Linked DNA regions of Mustela erminea: region 1 is linked to region 2. The links are chromatin contacts, called in public Hi-C maps. All regions are on one chromosome and are shown on one strand. The core of a region is the stretch at or near the end of the contact, and the rest is flanking DNA. Distances in the headings are between cores, read along the strand shown.

Region 1 (7,337 bases), core at 1,017-3,516, 140 kb after region 2:
GATGGAGTTACCTTCCAATAGACCCATCATAAGCTGAAAGTATTTTAAGTTGAAAATGTATTTAGGGCGCCTGGGTGATTCAGTGGGTTGGGCCTCTACCTTTGGCTTAGGTCATGAACTCAGAGTCCTGGGATCAGTCCTGCATTGGGCTCTCTGCTCAGCAAGGAGCCTGCTTCCCCCTCTCTCTCTGCCTGCCTCTATGCTTACTTGTGATCTCTCTCTGTGTGTCAAATGGATGGATAAAATCTTAAAAAAAAAAAAGAAAAAAAATGCATTTAATACAACATACTGAACATCATAGCTTAGCGTAGCATCACCTTAAATGTGCTCAGAACACTTATGTTAGCTCACAGTCCAACAAAATTATCTAATGCAAAGCCTGTATTTTGTGTAATTTATTAAATACTGTCTGAAAGTGAAAACCAGATTGGGTGCGACGGTTCTAAGTGTATATAGGTTGTTCATTCTGATAGCATGGCTGATTGGGATCTACAGCTTACTGCTACCCAGGAACACGAGAGAGGATCATACCGGATATTGCTAGCCCAGTACTAATTTTAAAAATAAAATAAAAACCGCCAGTTATTTTACTAGCAAAAATGGGCTTACTCAAGAATAAAAGAGAACTGTAATCGGAGACAAACAAGTTGCAGCAAAATCCAGAGTCAGGTCAAGGGAATAAAGGGGAGGTAACCTTTCTTAAGGAGAGAAGACGTAGGTTGAGAAGACGGTTTTAAACTAAAAAGTCCACTGCGGTAAATTGGGAATTCAAAGTGTAGTGGCTTCTTGGCTGAGGTGTTTCAGGGTTGTAAGAGACAAGGTAAGTGCTTTTTCTTTCCCCCAGAGATATTAAAGTAGTACCAAGGTCAAGTCCAGGTAATGTCAAGTCCGTCTCTTCCTGTTGGGTCTGCAATTGGTGAAACTGGTAGGGCAGGAGAGGTCACCCTGTGCAAACTCCCAACTCCACTTTAGTGAGATTTCTGTTTATTAATTTTCACACCAGCAAAAGAGCGAAATCCAAAATTCTAAGTACAGTTATTTTTTAAAAAAAGATTTTATTTATTTATTTAAAAGAGAGAGTGCAGATGGAGAGAGAGAGAGAGAGAGCACACGAGCTTGGGTCGGGTAACGGAGGGAGGAGGAGAAGCAGGCTCCCCACGGAACACGGAGCCCAGCGCTGGGCTTCATCCCAGAACCCCGAGATAATGACCTGAGCGAAAAGCAGACTCTTCACTGACTGAGCCACCCAGGGGCCCCCCAATTACAGTTTCTACTGAATGCGTAGCATTTCCGCACCATGGTAAGGTTGACAAATGCTAAGTAGAACTGTAGCAAGTGGCGAGACAATCTGTACTGGAAATAATATTTAGTATATAGTAAGCCTGAACTAATAATGCATACCACATTGTTCATATGTTCTGGTGAAGAGATTCCGGGTAAACTTCGTGTTTTGTATTTCCGTATTATCGGAATTTTTACAAAGAAAATGAATTACAGTAAAAAAAAAGCAACAGGTGGGGAGTGGGTGGGAAAAATGGGTTAACTCGGTTTTGGGTTTTTTTTTTTTCTTTAGTTAAAAACATTCAATGAATGAAAAACAAGTGTTGGAGACCCGACATGTGCTTATACCTCCCCAAAATCAGGACAAAGAGATAAAAGGAAAAACTAAAAGCGAAAAACCTAAATGGTTTAAAGAACCCTGTCCACCCTTTGTTTACCTACAGCGTGTTAGAGCCCTAGCCTCCCTCGTTTCTAGATCCTACTCCCGCAGCCCAAGCCCCGGCGCAAAGTCGACAGCGCGTCAGTGTGCACGAGCGAAAGGCTCTCTTCACCAGGCCGAGGGCTGGGAACCTCCAGGGCAAACCCCAAGCGCACCACGTCTCCGTCTCGTTAACACGGCTTCAAATCACACGGACCCAGGCGGGGCCCGGACGGCTTCTTTCAGCGCAGTGCACGTGCAGCCGCGTCAGGCGCCTCGAGCTCGCCTCGCCCGGCCCCAGCGCACAAGGTCACCTACCCCTCTGGGCCCCAGCGGTCGGCGTGACAGACCCCAAACTCCGGACCCTCAACTTCCCAGGCCCAGTTAGGCCGTCCGCGTCCCTTTCGCGCCCGCCACTCTCACGCATGCGCCCTTTCCCTAGCGGGGCCCAGCGCTTCGAGCCCAGTTCCCCACGGCTTCAACCAACCTGGCGGTTCACTTGCCCCACACTCTTACAACTGCGCCTGAGGCGGAAGTGGGCGGGCGGGGCAGCCGCGCGCCCCGCCCCGGAAGTGGGCGGGCCTCAGCGGGCTCCACAGTCGTCCCGGCCGCCTCCCAGTCGGGTTGCGGCCGAGGCCGGTCCTGGCTTTGTAGCTCGCTCAAGATGGCGGCGCAGCCACCCAGCGGGATCCGCCTCAGCGCGGTGAGCAGCCGCGAGGGGTGGAGCGGGCCGTGTCCCAGGAGGGCGGGCAGGCGGGCAAGCGAGGGGGGGCCGGCAGTGGGCGGTGGCGACTCGTCGGCGCGGCGGCTGGGGCCGCGGCGGGGCCGGGGGAGGGGGCGGCCATCTCGCTCCCGTCGGCGGAGCGACTCGGCGGCGGACAGGGCCGGGCGGTGCGGGCCCGGCTGCGTTCCGTTTCCTCGGCGCTGGGTTTCTGTTTTGCCCCCCGCGGCTTTGGGGCGGGCCGGGGCCGCGGCCCCTCCTCCCGGCTCTCTCCTGGCAGCCTAGCAGCTGTCGTTCGAGGGCGAGGCCTCAGTGGCCGCACCACCCGTCTCTCGGACCGCGGGGGCCCCTGACCCTTCCCAGCCCGCGGGCCGGCGGGGCGCCCCGGGGCGGGAGGGGGAGGGAACGGGAGCGGCAGTCCGCGACCAGAAATGCCAGGCGGCCTTGACCTCTAGGCGATGGGACGGGGTGAAGCGAGCCGGGACGGGTCTTCCTGATTCGTTCACATTCCTGCCGCTTCCTTCCAGTTAAGCCTTCGGGCCCAGATCACCAAGTCACTGGGTTCTCCCGTTTTCTCTGGCCTCTCCGTCGTGTCTGTTTCGGGGCGTTCTTGGAAACCCTCCAGCGTTTCTTGTATCTGTGAGTCCTGAGTCGTAGGGAGCGGTCACACACAAGAATGAAATTTCACCTCCTAAAATGTGGGCGTGGCTTTCCTGATGATCCTCCGAAAGTTGGTGTTGTGCAGAAGTGTACCTCCTCTTTTGAGGTTGGTGACTCTTGCCAGAGAATGGCTACCGTAGTCTCGTTAAATTTAACGATCGAGTGGTAATACTATTGCTTTAAAATTGGTGCATTGCCCTCTGACTTCTTCGTTTAATCATTCTTACCCACACCTGGTATCCTTGGACTTGAACAGTTTTTCGGTATGATGAATGTAAAGTGTGTTTGGGTTTATTTTGCATTTCCTTAAAAGTTATTCACATTTAGCTTATTAAAAAAAACACCTATTGTATCCTTTGCCCATTTTTGTATTTTCTCTTAAAGAGATTTTTATTGATCGTTAAGTGTTCTTTACCTATACTGAATAAAGGTCCTTTGGTTACATAACTGGCCTGTTGAATGAGATAATATTTAGTAGTTTGAATATAGAGAGCAACTTTATTCTTTCTTAGCACTGGGTTTAAGTATTGTTTGCCTGTCTTCGACGCTTGGGTGAATCTGGGCATATGTAAGTAAGGCTTTCCAGTTAGCCTCAGGTATTGTAAAGTCTGTCCTCATGTGATTTAAAATATCTTATTCAGTTTAATGCCCAGACCTTCCCCCTCTCAGATTGGGCCACGTTCTGTACCAGAATCCTGTCGTGGGGAAAAGGAGTGAAGTGGTTTTGTCCTCTTTCTGCAAGAGGATTTTCTTCTCATTTCCCTGGCTTCTCCAGTGTTGCTGTCTTAAGTTCTCAAGACTGAGGTGATAAAGGGAGCAAACGCAAGAGTCAAAACAGTGTTAAGAGACCGGTATTGTTAGCTGGCTTTCTGGGTGAAGCAGCTGTCCATGTGCTAAATATTCCTTTTGTGGGTAATATGGGCTGTTTGGAACCTCACTGACGGAATCTCCCATCTGCAGCTTCTGGACTGTATCTCCACCCATCTTTTTGCTTTAGGGCAGGAATTGGCAAACTACGGCTTATGGGCCAAATCCAGCCTGCCACCTGTTTTTGTATGGCCCATAAACTAAGAAGGTTTTTTTGTTTTTTTTTTTAAGATTTTATTTATTTGACAGAGATCACAAGTAGGCAGAGAGGTAGGCAGAGAGAGAGAGAGGAGGCTCCCCATGGAGCAGAGAGCCTGATGTGGGGCCCCGATCCCAGAACCCTGGGATCATGACCTGGGCTGAAGGCAGCGGCTTTCACCCACTGAACCACCCAAGCATCCCAAGTGTGATTCTTAAACATGACTCTTAAGCAGTTGGAAAAAATCAAAAGAGTATTTTGCAACATAGGAAAATTATGTGACATACACATTTCAGTTTCCATAAATTTCATTTGACTACAGCTATGCTCACTGTTTGGGTGTAGCTGTCAGATGCTTTCATTAGGAGTCTAGGAATTAATGAGTCTATGCATTTGTCAAAAGTCATAGATCCTAAGACATAAGGGGTGAACCATAATCATGTATGCATATTTTAATTTAGGAGGGCAGGAGATCCAAGGACAGAATGCAGAATGACAGAAACATTTAAATTTTTGCTTTTTGCTTTCCTATCTCTAAGTTAAAATGCTGCTACCGTTTTGTTGTTTTCTGGTAGTTCTGCTGTGGATTTAACTGACCTGTGCGTACTCTTTTCACATCCTCCCATCCTTCCAATGCATTTATCTTTTTTGTGGAATTGCTGTATGATTTATCACTCTTATCATTATTCACAAGTGAGCCAACCAGAACTATGATTGCATTTTCTTTGTTGTACAGCGTTTTGTCTTTCTGAGGTTAATAATTGTATTTTGTTTGCTTAGATTTGCTCTTTTATCCAAACTTTCACAGAACTGGAAAATCTTTTCCAGATGTGCTCAAGCACACCCAATGTTTTGTCAGTTCTGTTGGCTTACTTGTGTTTTGGGGACTTCCCTTTATCATCTTTCTGGAAATTTCCTTCCCCTTTCGTTGTGCCTCCATCCCACATATTCCTCTTTTGGAGCTTACTCCCTTGGCAGGTGCAGTAGACAAGTGACAGAGCATGGGCTCTGGAGCCCACCTGCCTGGGTTCAAATCCTGACTGACGAATGGATAAGTAACCTTGGCAAATTATTTACTTTCTTTGTGCCTGAGTTTCTAATCTGAAGGATGGGCGGGCACCTCAAAGGGTGGTTTTAAACATTAAAGGAGCAAATACATATAACAGGTTTGTGCATGCAGTAAGTGCCCAGGAAATATTTGCTGTTTTTGTTCCTGGTAGTGGTGGAGCGCATCCATCCTTCCAAAAACAGGTATAGCTTCTGAGAGCAGAGTACATGGGAAGAAAAAAATTTTGTGTCATTTCTTGGAGATATATTGTTTCTTGCCCTTTATATATCATTTAGCTGGATTTGTCATTCTAAATTAAGAATGATATATCTTAGAAATTTAAAAGTATGCTTTATTGTAGTAGAGTCCTATGTATTGTATTGGACACTTAGGCTGGAAATTCAAGTTCTTAATAATCTGGAAAATTTTCTCATTTATTTGACATATTTCTTCCCTCTGTTTCTCAGTTTTCTTTTGTCTCCTGTTTTCCTACTTGTTTCTTTTCTGTGAGATTTCCTCCATTTGTTCTCCTTTCTCTTATTATTTATTTAACCATTATTATTAATAACCATCATTATTAATATTAACCATATTATTAATAATTATATTAATAAATAACAATAATATCTTTTTTAAAAGATCTATTTATTTATTTGAGAGAGAGCGAGCGTGTGCACACAGCAGGGAGAAGGGGGAGAGGGAGAGAGAGAGTCTGAAACAGACTCAGAAATTAGGACTTGACTGGAATCCAAGAGTCAGACACTTAACCATCTGCACCAGCCGGGTGCCCCCTGAATGTCTTTTTAAAATCTTCCTTGGACAGGGGTGTCTGGCTGACCGAGTCAATGGAGTGTGTGACTATTGATCTCAGGATCGTGAGTTAAAGCCCCACACTGGGTATGGAGCCTACTTATTATATATATATATATACATACACACACACACACTCTCTCTCTCTCTCTCTCGATCAAGCAGTCATCTCCCCTAGACAAAATATTTGTTATCACTGAGCATATTGATCACAGCATTTTTGAAGTTTTCTTTTGCTTGCTGCATGCCGGTGCTTTCTTTGTTCCTTTTTCTTTGTGCTTCTGTCTTACAATTTTGTAGTCTCAAATGTCTGGAGATGGTTAACCTGCTTACATTTCCAAGTAAGATGCACAGCTGACTGGACATATATGAGTAGAGCTCTTTTGGAGGGCTTCAGTGTTGGGTGATGAGAAAGATAGTAATCAGTTATGTTTTGTTGGGGGCACTCTATGTCAGTATTTGTAAGAGCCTAAAGAATGGAAGCATGGAAGTATTTGAAAATAAAATAGGCTTGTTTAAAGTTAGGTAAAAATTTGTGATGAGCACTGGATGTTGTGTGGAAGTGTTGAATCACTGTATTGTGCACCTGAAAATAATATTACCCAGTATGCTTACTAATTGGAATTTAAAAGCTTCAAAAAATAACTTTAAAAAATTTTTTTTTTTTAAAGATTTTATTTATTTATCAGAGAGAGAGGGGAGAGAGCGAGCACAGGCAGACAGAATGGCAGGCAGAGGCAGAGGGAGAAGCAGGCTCCCCGCCGAGCAAGGAGCCCGATGTGGGACTCGATCCCAGGACGCTGGGATCACGACCTGAGCCGAAGGCAGCTGCTTAACCAACTGAGCCACCCAGGCGTCCCACTTTAAAATTTTTTAAAGTAATTCTTAAAAAGTGGGATCAACAAAAATAAGATGCTATCCAGAAAGGCCTGGCATAACTGTAAAAGGAGCAGATGGAACTTTTGGAAATCATTCGGTTTTCCAGAGAGGAATTCTACATCTAGTCTCTTGCCATGGCATATATAATTCTGGCTGCTAGCTCTCCTGAAAGCTCAGCTGGGAAAAGGAAATGGGAGTATCACGTTGTTCAGTTTGCTGACTTGGTATTTATCTCTTTGTTATTGTAGTAAAATACACTTAACATAAAATTTACCATCTTGACCATTTTTAAGTATTTAACTCAGTACTATTAGATACATTCACTTTGTTGTACAGTCTGCAGAACTCTTTTCATCTTGCAAAACTAAAACTCTGTATCTATTAACAAATAATTCTCCATTCTCCCTTCACATAGCCCCTAGCAGCCACCATTCTACTCTCTGTGAATTTGACC
Region 2 (6,637 bases), core at 1,264-3,763:
CAAGAAGTGCCTGCTTCCAGTGACAAGCCCCCACCTAAGCCCTAGATTCCAAAGGCATCTGCCTCCCATATATTTGTTCTTGAATTACTCCCTTTCTCTCCAACACCAATTGTTTTTTTAAAGATTTTATTTATTTATTTATTTATTTGACAGATCAGAAGAAGGCAGAGAGGCAGGCAGAGAGAGACAGAGTGGGGGAAGCAGGCTCCCTGCTGAGCAGAGAGACCTATGCGGGGCTTGATCCCAGGACCCTGGGATCATGACCTGAGCGGAAGGCAGAGGCTTTAACCCACTGAGCCACCCAGGCGCCCCTCCAACACCAATTTTTACCTCCCCTTGAGATTATTACCTTTGCACAAAAACATGCTTTAATATCTCTCTCCCAGCTTTTAAAACTCTTTAAGGATTCAGGTCTTACAACAGTATGTTCTCTGATTACAATGGAATCAAGTTAGAAATCAATAACAGCAAGATATCTGGAAAATCTCCAAATACTTGAAAACTTTTAAAAATACACTTCCTGGGCTCCTGTCTGGCTCAGCCAGTAGAGCGTGCTACTTTTTTTTTTTTTTTAAAGACTTATTTATTTGGGAGAGAGAGGTAGTATGTGCACATGAGCAGAAGAAGGGCTAAGGGGCAGGGGGCAGAGGGAGCAGCAGACTCCCCACTGAGCAGGGAGCCAGGCCTGTGGCTCTCCATCCCAGGACCCTAAGATCAAGACCTGAGCTGAAGACAGATGCTTAACCCACTGAGCCACCCAGGTGCCCCAAGCATACAACTTTTGATCTCAGGGATTGTGAGTTTGAGCCCCATGTTGGGTGTGGAAATTACTTAAAAATAAAATATTTTTTAAAAATGATTTTAAAAATAACTTTTAAATACAAGCCAGAGAAGATATCAATAAGCAAATTAGGAAGTATTTTAAACTGATTAAAATTGAAAAGTCAACATATGAATATTTATGTGATGCTACCAACAGCAGTACTTAAAGGGAAATTAATAGGACCCTGGGTGGTTCAGCTGGTTAAGCATCTGATTTTTTTTTTTTTGGCTCAGGTCATGATCTCAGGATCACGAGCTCGAGCCCCACATTGGGCTCCCACCTCAACATGGAGTTTGCTTGAGATTCTCTCTTTCCCCCACCCTTTCAAAAAAAGATAAATATAAATAAAGGGAAATTAATAGCCCTTAACACCTACAGAAAAGAAGAAAGATCTCAAATTAATGACCTTAGAATCCATGGTGAAAAACTAAAAAAGTAAACAAAACCCAAGGTGAGCAAAAGAAAGGAAATAAAGGTTAGAATAAAATTATAACTGGAAAAAAATAGAGAAAAAATATCAGTAAAACCAAAAGATGTTTCCCTGAGAAGGGGAAAAAACCCATAAAATCAATAAACCTTTCCCCAGGCAGAGCAGGAGAAAAAATATGAAAGACACAAATGACCAATATCAGGAATAAGGGAGATGACGTCACTACCAATATTAAAAGGACTAGTCAGAGCACATCATGAACAACTTCATGTCAAAACAATCAACTTCAATGAAATAAACAAATTTTTTGAAAACCACGAATTAAGCTCACTCAAAAAGAAGTAGAAACCCAGAATAGCCCTACCTCCTTAAAATAAAGTTCCACATAATTTTTAGAGGGGGGAAAAACCTGCAGGTTGAGCCACAGTAGGGGACCACCCAGGAGAAGCCCACTTCTTGACCGCCCTTGTTGGTTTGGGGAAGGTTGGAGTCACAGTGACAGAGGCAAGCAGCTTAGCCAGCTCTGCTTGAGAAAAGCTGAGTCATAATGAAGTCCCAGCTCTCCATAAATTTAAGCGTCACTAATCAAACACCTTCAGATTAGGCTAAAGAAGGGGGGGGCCCTAATTGCCTATGCAGACCTCGACACACCTGGAGATTCATTTTCATTTGAACTTTGTGGATGCACAGGTTTCACTGGGAGGAAAAAATATATCGATATCCCTCCTCCTTGGACAACTTAAAACTCAGACACTTGGCACCCACAGGAGTTATGTAAGGTTTAAGTAAAAACATTCCAATAAGAGGCTTGGCACACAGCAAGAGCTTCATTAACACTCCCTCCCACTTGGGGGCGCGTTGGGAATCACACCCAAAGATGAACCCTACCCCCACCCGTGAATCCACTCATTGGACCTTTTTTCTCTCATTCTTTCTTGAGTTTAAGCAAAAAGAGGGCACCATGACCATAGAAGCAGTTACCGTGTCTAAATAATTTCACCGCATTTGAGGAAACGGCAAACATTTTCATTTTGCAGTGGATGGTAGGCGCACGCCCAAGAAAATTACTCAGCCCTTGTTTTTCTCCTTTAGGGGTTTTCCTAAAATAGTTTTTTCGATCCAAATGCAATGCATCTCCAGCACCCATCGACTCATCACCACCCGCTTCGGTTTTGGGAAAAACTACCACCGCTCCCGCCCCGCAGACCACCGCTCGACTCAGGGGCGGGATCCAGAGCGCGCAGCTCCAGGGAAGGGGCGGGCCCGGGAGGGGGCCGTTACGAAACCTTCGGGAACAGACCGCCACTCCTCGCAGGGGAGGGACCAAGGGCTGGGGCCTCGTTCTCTAGAAGTCGCAGCACTGGATCCCAGAACTCAGGGCTCTGTGGCTTCTCTGTGTCCGCGTCTCTGCAGCGCGCTCCCCGGTGGCCCACAGCCCGGTCCGCTCTCCAAGTGCCTCCCCCGGCCATGTCGTCCTGCAGCCGCGTGGCGCTGGTGACCGGGGCCAACAAGGGCATCGGCTTCGCGATCGCGCGTGACCTGTGCCGGCAGTTCTCAGGGGACGTGGTGCTCACGGCGCGGGACGAGGCGCGGGGCCGCGCGGCGGTGCAGCAGCTCCAGGCCGAGGGCCTCAGTCCCCGCTTCCACCTGCTGGACATCGACGACCTGCAGAGCATCCGCGCCCTGCGCGACTTCCTGCGCAAGGAGTACGGGGGCCTCAACGTGTTGGTCAACAACGCGGGCATCGCATTCAAGCGTAAGTCGGCGGTGGGTCCCTGGGCGCGCCACGGGTTCGGGGCAGAGAGCCACAGGCAACCCCCACTCGCCTACTCGAATGACCGCGGAGCGCAGCGCGGGCTTCTCCGTAAGCTCTCGGCAGTGGCCTCGCGCGGTTGGTTCGCTTTCCACGGAGTCGCCGGAGCCGTTCGCTTTCGCGCAGGGCGGGCGGGGCGCAGCCCAGGGCCCTCCGCGAGCGGTCTGCTGTTGAAGTGTGCCAGAAAACCGGCCTCCTGGGAGGGGGCCACGCCCTGCTAAACTCATCAGCTTTCTGTCTAATGCAAAAAAAAAGAAAAAAATTTCTTTGCGAGGGGTCTCCGAGCTCACTTCGGGCTTTCGCTTTCCTTGAAAGGGTGAATTCATAGATGCCCGGAGGCATCTGCTCGGGACAGGAAATGATCGCGGAGACACGATGGGCGCGCACTTAGCACGTTAGTGGACTTGAGATTTTGTTTAATGGAGAGCTTTGATAGGCTCAGGCAGAAAGGAAGCGAGCCTTGTTCCCTCCCCCGGGCATTTAGGGTTGTCATCAAACATACATTCTAAGTGGGGTTTTAAGTAGCATCTTTGGAGGGGGGGGAAAGTCAAGGAGGTTACTTTCTCTGTTGCTCCAAGGAGAAAATTAGTTGAGCTGCCTTGTGCTGGGGTAGAAATAGGCCAACCTCATTTACCAACCTAGTGGGGAAGAGACACCCAAGAGACAAAACACAACTAGTGCGAGGCCTCGACTGATTCCCGCCCCGGTCTTGACCCCTCACCGAGGCTGTGCATCCGCACCTCCAGGTCAGCCTGCGGGCTGTCTGCGAGCGCCGGCGGGAAGGGGCAGACCCCTGCTGCAGCAGACCTCGGCGGCCGGTGGAGGGGTTGGTAGCTGGGTGCTCCGCTTCCTGGAACGCACGTCGGCTGGAAGCCCCCGCCCCCTCCACCAGGTGGGCCGTGCACGAGCGGCACCTGCGCTAAGGCCTCCTGCCACACCTGCTGAATCACAGTTTGCGTTTGAACAGAATCCCGAGGTGCGTCCCATACCCGGTCAGGATTGAGCAGCGGCCGGGGAAAGCCGGGAATTCCCAAAGTGGGGCTAGACCAAATAGCTGCCACGTCACCTGGAAACGCGTTCGAAATGCACATTCTGGAGCCCCACCCCAGATCTTCTCCATCCCCAACTCCGGGGGGTGGAGCCCAGAACACTGTGTTTTAACCCGCCCTGCAGGTGCTTCAGAGACCTGCCTGAAGTTTTGGGAACTACCGACCTAGGGGTTTAAAAATCCTTTTAAAGTTAGCTTGTTTTTCCTGTAGTTAGAGATAAGATGCGCCTGTCGTGTACCTTTCAGGAGGTAATGCGTGACTTTGTTTCCTTCTTTTTTTGGAAGCCGACGATCCAACACCCTTCTACATTCAAGCTGACATAACGCTGAAGACAAACTTTTTTGCCACAAGAAATGTCTGCATCGAATTACTGCCGATAATAAAACCTCATGGTAAGTCCAACCACGTGGATTGTCAAGTTGTATCCCTTGACAAGAAGTGGGCACTGGGGCTGTCCTTCAGGAGTGACCTAGGGATGCCATTTCTCTGTGTGGGGGACACAGAAAACTGCACTGTTTTCTCCTAAGCGTTCACCTGCACATTTCAGCTTTAAAAGGTGGCTCAGTGTAGCCTCTGCCATCTACTGGGGTTGTGATCCCAGGGTCTTGGGATCAAGCCCAACGTAGGGCTCTCTGCTGTTAGGGAGCCAGCTTCCCTCTCTCTCTCTGCCTGCCTCTCTGCCTGTTTGTGATCTCTGTCTGTCAAATAAATAAGTAAATCTTTTAAAAAAATAAAAATAAAAAATAAACGGCATATGTATATGGCAAAGCTCTTCGGGGCCAAGTCACAAACTCAACCCTAGAATAATCGGGAAGTCCCCAAGGGCCTCTTGGCCTCTGAGCAGCCTCAGAGGGTCCTTCTTAGCTCCCCAGGGTTGTGGGGCCACACTAGCTTCTTTGGGGGTCTGAGGGAAGGCTCTTTCTTTTCTTTTTTTTTTTTTTTTTAAGCATTTTTGTGACTTTCCCCATGTTTCTTTCTTCACTTCCTCAAGCTGATGCAGAACCTCCCATAGAAGTTTATTACAGAGTATCTTAGCCACACGCCCAAGTATTCAGTCAATAACCTTTACGACTTTTTCATTACTTTTTCCACAAATACTGGAGGGCCTACCCTAACCCAGGGTGCTGGGTACACAGTGGGAAGCACCGTGGACAGGGAGGATCCTGACCACAGAGCACTGAGTCTAGTAGAGCAGACTATAGTTGAGGAGGGGTGGCGGGGGCAGAGAAGGCTTCCGTGAGGACTCCCTTCCTCCAGAAAGGCAACTGGGACTCTTAGGAAGAAGAACTCTGTGGTTCTTATTAGAAATGTCCTTTTGGGGGCACCTGGGTGGCTCAGTGGGTTAAAGCCTCTGCCTTCGGCTCGGGTCATGATCCCAGGGTCCTGGGATCTAGCCCAGGCTCTCTGCTCAGCAGGGAGCCTGCTTCCCCCCCCCTCCCTGCCTCTCTGCCTACTTGTGATTTCTCTCTCTGTCAAATAAATAAATTAATTAATTAAAAAAAAAAAGAAATGTCCTTTTGTTGGACAATTATCATATATCTCACTAACAGGTGGAATTTAAGAATCAAGGCAGAGGATCCTAGGGAAAGAGAGGAAAAAATGAAACAGGACGAAACCAGAGAGGGAGACAAGCCAGAAGCGACTCTTAATCATAGGAAACGAACTGAGGGTTGCTGGAGGGGAGCGGGGGTAGAGGAGTGAGGTAACTGGGTGATGGACATTGGGGGGGGTATGTGTCCTAATGAGCGCTGGGTATTGTATAAGACTGATGAATCACAGATCTGTACGCCTGAAACAAATAATACATTTAAAAAGCTTCCAAATCTCAGACAACCAGTCAGACTAGAAGGAGCAGTGTCTAGAATTGCTTTGCTTCTCCTGTTATGCATGCATTTTTAATTAAAATAACTGCTTAATAAAAATGTGCTTTTCTCAGTTTTAACATTTTGAAGAAAGATGATCTCTCGTGCAAATATCTTAAAAAATCTAAAAAGAGGGGTGCCTGGGTGGCTCAGTGGGTTAAGCCTCTGCCTTCGGCTCAGGTCATGATCCCAGGGTCCTGGGATCGAGCTCCACATCAGGCTCTCTGCTCAGCAAGGAGCCTGCTTCCCCCTCTCTCTCTGCCTGCCTCTCTGCCTACTTGTGATCTCTCTCTCTCTCTCTCTCTGGTCAATAGATAAATAAAATCTTAAAAAAAAAATCTAAAAAGATGCATGGTGAGAGTTGCATCGGAACTCCTGCCCCTACTTGCCCAGTTCCCATCCCCGACCTCTACAGGCAATTCCCTTTATCCTTTCCTAGTGGGTTGAGCTCCCACTCAACAGGCAGAGTAGCAGGTACTGGCTGAAGAAAGCCTTGGGTCCGGGTGCATGGAGATGGTGAGTGCCCAGGGCCAAGAGGATGGAGGTTTGTTTTGTTCTTTTTTTTTTTTTTTTTTTTTTTTAAGTAGACTCTCTGGAGCCCATCTTGGGGCTTGAACTCATCATCCTGAGATAAAGACCTGAGCTGAGATCAAGACTTGG

Evidence for each region. Hi-C and Micro-C count contacts between places; a contact is called where the count stands out from the background.
Region 1: a Hi-C map of fibroblasts shows a contact between it and region 2, with 7 times the contacts expected there. The contact joins the promoter of MORC3 here to the promoter of LOC116597205 in region 2. A contact is called at or near these places in 2 of 3 Hi-C or Micro-C datasets (fibroblasts and skeletal muscle).

The regions. Positions count from the first base shown.
Region 1 is chr1:211,690,901-211,698,237 of mMusErm1.Pri, forward strand. It overlaps MORC3 (MORC family CW-type zinc finger protein 3), which reads left to right and starts at 2,267. Exons shown (of 17, transcript XM_032354678.1): 1 at 2,267-2,402. The coding sequence starts at 2,364.
Region 2 is chr1:211,554,046-211,560,682 of mMusErm1.Pri, forward strand. It overlaps LOC116597205 (carbonyl reductase [NADPH] 3), which reads left to right and starts at 2,514. Exons shown (of 3, transcript XM_032354595.1): 1 at 2,514-3,009; 2 at 4,400-4,507. The coding sequence starts at 2,721.